Linked DNA regions of Gossypium hirsutum: regions 1 and 3 are each linked to region 2. A link is a contact called in public Hi-C data. All regions are on one chromosome and are shown on one strand. The core of a region is the stretch at or near the end of the contact, and the rest is flanking DNA. Distances in the headings are between cores, read along the strand shown. Region 1 has its middle 17 kb from the start of LOC107899538. Region 2 holds the start of LOC107899533 (GDSL esterase/lipase CPRD49). Region 3 holds the start of LOC107899527 (putative GPI-anchored protein pfl2).

Region 1 (2,959 bases), core at 240-2,739, 150 kb after region 2:
AGAGTAGGTGACAAGAGTTGGTGGTGGTCGTTCGTAAAGGGCTTCGTAGGGTGTCATCTGAGTGGTGGTTTGATAAGCTGTGTTGTACCAATATTCTGCCCAAGGTAACATCGCAACCTAGTTGTAGGGAGTATTTCCTGTGAAGCAACGGAGGTACATTTCAAGACATTTGGTAAGGACCTCTGTCTGGCCATCGGTTTGAGGGTGATAAGGGGTACTCATTGCGAGAATGGTGTCATGTAGACGACGAATTTTCTTCTAGAAATATAGAATAAAATGAGGATGTCGATCCGTGACTATTGTGCGGGGAATGCCATGAAGACGGATAATGTTCGTAAAAAAGGTCGATGCAATCGTGAGACTCAAAAAATCATTAGGAAGGGCTAAGAAATGTCCATATTTGGAGAGACGATCTACGACCACCATGATAGTAGCTTTCCCTCGTGAAGGTGGTAACCTGGTAATAAAATCCATAGAGATGTCTTCGAACACCAAAGTTGGAATTGGCAGAGGTTGAAGTAAGCCAGCAAGGTGCAAGGATGAGTCTTTCATTTGTTCACTGATAGAACATTCGGAGACAAATTAGTGAACATCACCACACATTCCTTTCCAGAAAAAAATTGAAGAAAGTCGATGGAATGTTCGAGTGATTCTTGCATGTCCACCTATCAGAGTAGAATGAAACTCGCTTATGAATTGGTGCCGAAGGGGGGAATCAGACGAAATGATAAGGCAGTCGTGAAAATATAAGAGACCGTCGCGATTCATATAACCCAAAAGGGATTCAGGATGGGCACGAAGTTGAGCATGCCAAGTTAATAACTCAGAGTGAGCTTTATTGGCCTCACGTATTGCACAATGATGGCGAACTCCGGACCTATAATAGCAAACAAGGAAGCTACTAGAGGTCGTGAAAGGGTATTTGCGGCATGGTTAAGCTTGCCTGGACGATAGACGATCTCAAAATCATATCCCGATAGTTTGCCAACCCATTTTTGTTGGTCGGGTGTCTGGATGATATACTTCGTGAGGCTTTTTAAGGGCTGTTGATCTGTAACGATAACGAATCGGTGACCCAATAAATATTGCTGCCATTGTGCGATGGCTTGGGTAATAGCATACATCTCTTGATTATAAGTGGATGCGGCTTACAGGTGAGGAGAAAGTTTTTGACTGAAAAATGCAATGGGATGGCCATCTTGAGACAGAATGGCGCCAATGTCGATACCTGAAGCATCAGTTTCGATTGTGAAGGGCTTAGAAAATTTTGGAAGTTAAGAGTATAAGGGCTGATGCCAATAGTTTCTGTAATTTAGAAAAGGCTAGGCTTGTTGTCGGTGTCCACTTAAAAGAGTCATTTTTAAGTAAATCAGTTAATGGGCCAACTATTGTTGCATACTTGCGAATAAAAAGTCGGTAATACCCAGCCAAGGCCAAAAATACGTGAATGTCTTTGATTGTTGTCAGTGTGAGCAAATTGACAATGGCCTGAATTTTGTCTGGGTCAACCTCAACACCCTCGACTGAAATGATATGGCCCAAGTAGCCCACATATTCTTGTCCAAATAAATATTTGGACTATTTTGCTACCAAATGGTGAGAACGCAAGAGCTGAAGAACCTGTCAAAGAGGGTCCAAATACAAGGCCCACGTTGCGCTATAGATCAGTATGTCGTCGAAAAAGACAAGAACAAATTGTCGGAGAATTGGTTAGAAAATTTCGTTCATCAGTTCTTGAAAGGCAGAGGATGCGTTTGTAAGACCGAATGGCATTACCAAGTGTTGACATCATTTTTTTGGATGAAAAAAGGAGTCGACTTGGATTTTGAAAATAAAAATGAAAAAACGGGAGTCGCCACCGATCTTTTTTGATGAGGTGTAATCGGATCACATTGATAAGTGGTTATTTTTAATAAACAATTTAATTTTATTAAAACAACGAATTTGGTCCACGAAATTCAAAAAAAGGGGTTCGGAAGTCAGTTACGTACGATGAAGGATTAGCACCCTCGTAGCGCCCAAAATTGGTACCTAGTTGATTACTTAATGTCTTAGTGTTGAAAATTAAGAACTTGAAAAATTTAAAAATACGATCCTTGTATTAAAATAAAAATTTTTGGGAAAAGAAGCATGTTTCACGTTATTCGAGAAAAAGAATCATATCCAGTAAGTTAGGACACAATGTCTCGAATTCCCGATACGTGAATAAAAAATGCTAAAATTTACTTATTTAAAAGATATGTAATTATCTCGGGTTTAGAAAAGAGATCATGCCTAGTAAGTTAGGACACGATCTTTTCTTAATTCCCGAGATCATTTAAAACTTGAGTTTAAAAAATTCACGTATTTAGATTTATTGTGAAAATCTAAACCAGTAAATTAGGGTACGACCTTCCCAAATCTAAACACAAAATTTATTTATTCAAAAATCGTAAAACACAATGTTAATATGGGTATCAAAAAAATAATAAATACGACGATGTAAACATAACACGAATAATCACAAAAAAATGATAAATAAATAAATAAAAGATGACAACAATTATACATGAAATAATAGACAACTAGCGCTAACATTTTATAAAAATAATGATGAACACATAAATAAATATAAGATAAAGCAATAATAACAACACAAAAATAAAACTGTAGAAGCAAAAATCTATATATGTATAGATATAAAAATGATAAGATATGTGTATATATTCAAGCATGCATATATATTTATGAAAGTTAAAAATATGTACATAGATATGTACAGACATGTATATAAGTTAAAAAAATAAGTATATATATACACATATATATTTGTATGTGAATTAAACTATATGGACATATATACATATATATATATACACGTAAAAATGAATAGCATAAAAAATATATATATTTCTAACAAATAAAAAATATACGTATATATACATCAAAGTTTGTAGCTAAAATAAACAATAATAATAAG
Region 2 (2,969 bases), core at 400-2,899:
ACTCGGGCTTGAAATCGATTTTTCCGACACCAATGAAAATCAAGTTGTTACAAATTATTGAATGACCTCCTCTAAAACCGAGTAAAAAAATAAATTCCTTTCTACAAAAATAATAAAAGCCCCTTACTTTAAATAATAGTGGAGAATTCAATTCAATCAAATAATAAATTATGTTTTTCAAAAATATTTTAAGAGATCATAACTTGTTGAGGGTGAGTCGGCTCGTTCGAGAGAGTTTTTCGAAATTTCGTTCGTCGGGGTTTTGTTCCCATCCTTCGCGAAAAGCCATATTCGTTCATGAAAGGGGTGCCTCAGTTGGTGGTACCTACAAAACTCGGAAGAGATGTTAGTATTGTGCATAGGAATAATTATGAAATTAGTTCAACAAGTTTTCTTTTTCCCTCATTTTTTTTCGTTCTCACTTTTTTTTCCTAACAAATAAATTTAGGCTCCGTTTGTTTCATTGAAAATGGCTTCCGGAATATGATTTCTAGAAAATGACTTACTATTCTGGAAAAGTTAATATTTTCTGGTGTTTGGATGAATTTATATAAAATATTTTTTTTGTTTGGCAGGTTCTTTAAAAACATTTCATAAAAGTCGTTTTCAATTAAACAAACATACATTTGAGATTTTTTTTATTTTTTCATTGTTTAATTGAGTTTCTTTTATATCTGTAATTTTATATTTTACATTGTTTTTACATATATTAAAAATATTTTGTTAAATTTAGGTTCATTGCAACAATTATTTTTTAGTTACATGACTACCAACTGAGTATTTTTTTATTTATTTAAAAATGTGACTTTAACAAAATTGACAAAAAAAAAATCAATAATGTCAGCAGTTGGACTTAATTTTCAAATCTGAAAAGTAGAGTGACTAAATTCTTGAAAATAAAAGTACAGAAACTAAATTACAAATTTGTGAAGAGTATATAGACTTATGACATATTTTAACATTTATATTACAAAACATTTATTATTAATATATTTATAATTGTAATAAATATTTAGTATTAAAATATTAATATTGATATTTTCAATAATATGTGAACAATATTATTTAAAATTATTATTTTTAAAATTTACTATTAAAATAAAATTTAAATATTAAATAATTTATTAAAAATAATAAATTATATTAATTATATTAATAATTTATTATATGACTAAATATAAATAATTAAATACGCATGTTTAATAATATTAAAAAAAATATTTAAACATAAAATATAAAAGCTTTTTTTTATAATGCATTTTTATATTTATATATATTTATAAAAGATAGAGATTTTATATAGTAAGTGAGGTAGAAAGACTACCACAACCATTTCATAATTATTGTTCAAAAAAATCCACTTTAATTTGTATCGGTAAATAAATTTGAAATTACTTGAGTTTTATTATCCTACGTATATCCTTATTTAAAGTAATTTATAAAATAAATAAAAAAGAATACCGAAATAAAAGGTTTATCTTAAAAACAGAGAATTTAGGCCAATGAAACTGACCCCTCCTTTCACTTTTCATCGTAAATGGTTAAAGGAACTGACGGCAGCCTATCAACCATTCCAAAATATAATATTTAATAACTAAATTTAACACTTTTTCGATATTTAATTATTTTGGTCCAATTTAATACTCGACACATTTTTTAAATTTATAGGTTCAATTTGATATTTGAATTTAACTAAATTAAAAAAAATAAATTTTTTTTATAAAAATATGATATCAAATATTATATTAACCCAAAAACCCCCTCCATTGAAGTGAAAATATACAAAGTAATAGAAAAACATTATCACGTAGATGTCACTACTTTTGTCTGAAACAACACACACCAAGAGCGAGAGAAAGCCTTCAAAACAAAAGAAAAATTAGAACATCAAACATGATTGGTCCAGGCAGACCTCTCTTCGTCCTCTTTGGATCTTCCATCGTTCAGTTGAGTTACAGCCACGAAGGTTGGGGTGCAATTCTTGCACATGCATATGCTCGCAAGGTATTTCCTTTCATCTTATTCTTCTTTGCATTTATTGTTTTCTGGGTTAATATTAGCACAAATGGGTTGATACCCAGATTTCATATCAGCTTTAAAAAGCTATAGATTTTGGGTTTCTCCTTTGATGAACAGAGAAGAGATTCACACATTTTTCTCTTAGTAGTGGGATTCAGGTTGCTTTTTCTCAAATCCTTCGAGGAAGAAGATTATTCATATGGATTCCAATTAGCATCTCTCTTTTTTTCTTTTCTGATTGCTTTTTCCTGTGAGTCTGATTTCAATGGATTGGTGTGGCAGCCTTTTGTTGGGGGTCCACTTTACCTTTTGGAAAGACAAGGAAAAACTACCGGATGGTCATTTTACTTTCATTGTCTACTTTTAAGCATCCTCCTCATTCTAACCTCATTACGCTTTTCTTACTTGAAAAAGAAGGGGTAACTATCCCAGTCATAAAACTAGGTGATTCCGTTTGGTCACTTGATTTTTAAATCGTTTTTACTTTGGTCACAGAAAAATCAGTTTTTAACTATTGATGATAGAAACGCATACAGAACAGGATTGCAAGTTTATCTAAGTTCTAGACAAATGTGGAAAATTGGAATTTAACCTATTTAGATCTAAGTAAAATAAAAGGGCAACAAATAAAAACTTAATGATTAAGTAAGAAAGAACAAGTAAGCCGAATTGAAAAATTAGTCGGTTTGTTCTTGATGAATTTAGATCAAGTCAAGACTCTCAATTAAGAGAAAACAATAGGTTAGAACAAAATTGAAAGAATAATGATTAAAGTCAAATGAAATCAAAAGAACAACAAAGATCCAATCATTTAAATATGTTTTGGGTCATTCTTGATTGAGAAGAAATTGTCAAATTGAGACATAGGGTGAGTTTGGATGGGCGGTGCGCTTACCTGCGGTTAGTATAAAAACAGCGATGGCGGTGAGATTAGATACTGTAGTGATACT
Region 3 (2,700 bases), core at 89-2,588, 240 kb before region 2:
ATTATCAAGTTTTGAAATGTCTGTTTCTTTTTCTGGGAAGAATATCTTAAACAAATTCTGTTGCCAAAAGGTAAAAGCAAATTTGAAAGAGGGAATAGATCATATGGATGCCAATAAAGTTATTAGCATTGCGGAAACAACAAATTTAACATTAGGCCACATCCTTCACCTAAAAACTTCAGCCACTGGATTTTGGGATAATTACCATATCTAATCTTTGCACTCTCACAACTTACTACCTGATGTATGATTGATATGGAGACTATAAAATAAAATCAAATAATAAATTTTAATTCTCCATTTAAAAAACCTTTTTCATGTCAAAATCCAAATTTTACAAAAAGCAAATGAATGCTTTCTTTTAAAGATTTAGAATGATGTCAAGTACTTCTCTTTATGGCTTAATTGGTACCCATACCTTTCCCCCTTAAAAGGAAGCTTTAAGATAAAATTCAAATTATTGCTTAATACAAACTTCATATTCTTTCTTTTGGTTAAAAAAAGCAAGAAAGGATATTTGATAAGCACGTAGATTCAATTACCCAAAACCTAGAGCTCCATAATAAACATCTTACTGCTCTAAGCAGAGATCGATCGTAAATTTTAAGGTTAAAATCAACCAAAGCAGCTAGAGAGATATAAGATATCTTTAGCATTTACCAATCATAATCAGACTTTTCGTTCTCCGAATTCAAAAAATTATCTGCTGCAGTCTTTCGTACAGGCAAGGCCGAGAAGATCTTCGATACCGGAGAACCTCCGCCACCGACGTTTCCGTTTCCGTTTACGGTTACGTTAGATCCTATTTCAAATCCAAGAACATCACTTTAGTCAACAGTCAACAAACATACAACCACTTCAAAAAAATAAAGTAGTGTTCCACAAGGAAGAACCTCAAAATGAAGTTAAAATCATTTAGTTTACCAAAAGGAACATTGAGTTGTTGTTCAGATTTGTGAACGGAGAGAAGATTGTTGCTTTTCTCTTTCTCCTTCTCTCGTCTCCGCATTTCCAGGAACAAAGCTAGTTCTTCGTCTCTCTCCTTCATCACCATTATCGGTCTCTAAAAACTGATCAAAGACACCATAAAAATCACCACCAAATCCTTTCTTCTTAGATCCAAACCTGAACTCCAAATTCCAAAAAAAAAAAAAGAAAGTTGGTTCAACGAAGGAGGAACTTAGTAGTATTACAACGTCATTTCCGTGTGAAAGAGGGAAATGTTTAATTTTTAAAGAAAAAAATATTATTTCTTTTGTTATTTTTTTAAATTTTATTTTAGTGAATGATCTGACAACCAACAGGTGCTTGTCTGGGTTTTAGCTCAGAAGAAATTTGAAAATTTGAAGGAGGGTGTTTAGCCATTGTTAGATGTTTATATAAATTACCCTTAATTATAGAGATAATCACTATAATGCCATTTTTCTTGTACTAAAAATCTAAAATTTCTTTCTATTTAAGACAAAATAAATTCTTTCTACTTTGTTCCAGATTTTCGGGGTAAAAGATAAAAGGTGTTTTTTTTAGATTTAAGGTGGGTTTGGATGGTAGTGAAGTGTGTCTAAACTTATTTTTTATTTTATCTTCGTATCTAATTTTATTACTATCGTTGCTTTTACATTAATTGTAACTAAACGCACCATTCATCTAAACTCACTCTTGGAGTAAATTTTTAGTGAATAATAATATATATAAAAACTGGTTGAATTAGAAAAAGGGTTTTTGTTACCTTCATTTTAATTGTAGTTAGGATAAACTTTTTTTCTATTTTAAGATTAAGTAGGATTAGTGATAATGAATGTAGACTTTATATCATATTACTTCACCTAATGAGTTGCATTTTTATTAAAAAGCTATGATTGCCCATTTTTGTTAATACGATTTAGAATTTATTATTAGGTTGTTTTTGTAATTTGTCATAAGATAAATAAAAATATATTTAAAATTTTATTTGTGTATTTTAGATATGTTCGAACTAATATATAATTTAAAGATGGCGGAGTGGCAATTTAAGTAATTATGTGATAGAAAGAAGTCGAATTACGAATCATTTGAATAGAACATTCTTGAGGCAGCAGCATGGCACATGGTGGAGGATTGACTAAAACCAACACTAAATAAATAAATAAAAAGAGGTAAAAACCTCCGCAAGGTAGCGGATACTTTCCTCTCAACTTAAAATTCAAAAAATGCTGAGTTATTAAACTCGGGCAATCTCGAGATGAACAAACGATTGGCAATCCAACGGCCATGATTTAAATTAGGGAGACGCAGGACAGCGAGCCTCGTGAATCGAGAGGCGCCGGTGGCTGCCATGCATTTTGGTTTTGTTGTTGAGCGGGCCCAACTAACCACTCAAACTGCATTTGATGCCCATTCTTTGGAAATTAGGACCATTTCCAAATGTTTCTTTTATATTTTTCTTTGATGAGCAATGCATTTAATCATGGGTAAACTACACCCATGGTCACTTTTATTTACCTTAGGTTACATTTCAGTCACTTATATTTGAAATGTTACGTTTTAGTCACTTACGTTATTGTGTTGTAACATTTTAGTCACTGAGCCGTTAATTGTCGTTAATGGTGTAATAGTAAGCTGACGTGGCACGTTAAATTATCATTTCAAACAAAAACTTTAGGTTAAATTATACAATTGGTCCCCATAATTTTTCATTTTGAGCAATTTAATTCTTTTATG

What was found. Hi-C and Micro-C count contacts between places; a contact is called where the count stands out from the background.
Region 1: a Hi-C map of leaf shows a contact between it and region 2, with 2.3 times the contacts expected there. The contact joins the enhancer-like site here to the promoter of LOC107899533 in region 2. A contact is called at or near these places in 3 of 34 Hi-C or Micro-C datasets (all in leaf).
Region 3: a Hi-C map of leaf shows a contact between it and region 2, with 2.4 times the contacts expected there. The contact joins the promoter of LOC107899527 here to the promoter of LOC107899533 in region 2. A contact is called at or near these places in 4 of 34 Hi-C or Micro-C datasets (callus and leaf).

Annotation. Positions count from the first base shown.
Region 1 is chrD04:48,329,957-48,332,915 of Gossypium_hirsutum_v2.1, forward strand. No RefSeq gene overlaps it. Among protein-coding and RNA genes, the nearest start is that of LOC107899538, 17 kb to the right of the region's middle. Within about 2 kb of position 1,490, at least 3 of the 9 cell types and tissues checked have an H3K27ac peak or open chromatin away from gene starts, as enhancers often do. A contact at or near this core is called in leaf, where this site is marked.
Region 2 is chrD04:48,176,054-48,179,022 of Gossypium_hirsutum_v2.1, forward strand. LOC107899533 (GDSL esterase/lipase CPRD49) reads left to right here and starts at 1,650. Exons shown (of 5, transcript XM_016825277.2): 1 at 1,650-2,004. The coding sequence starts at 1,894.
Region 3 is chrD04:47,938,529-47,941,228 of Gossypium_hirsutum_v2.1, forward strand. LOC107899527 (putative GPI-anchored protein pfl2) reads right to left here and starts at 1,339. Exons shown (of 5, transcript XM_016825268.2): 1 at 925-1,339; 2 at 661-802. The coding sequence starts at 1,054.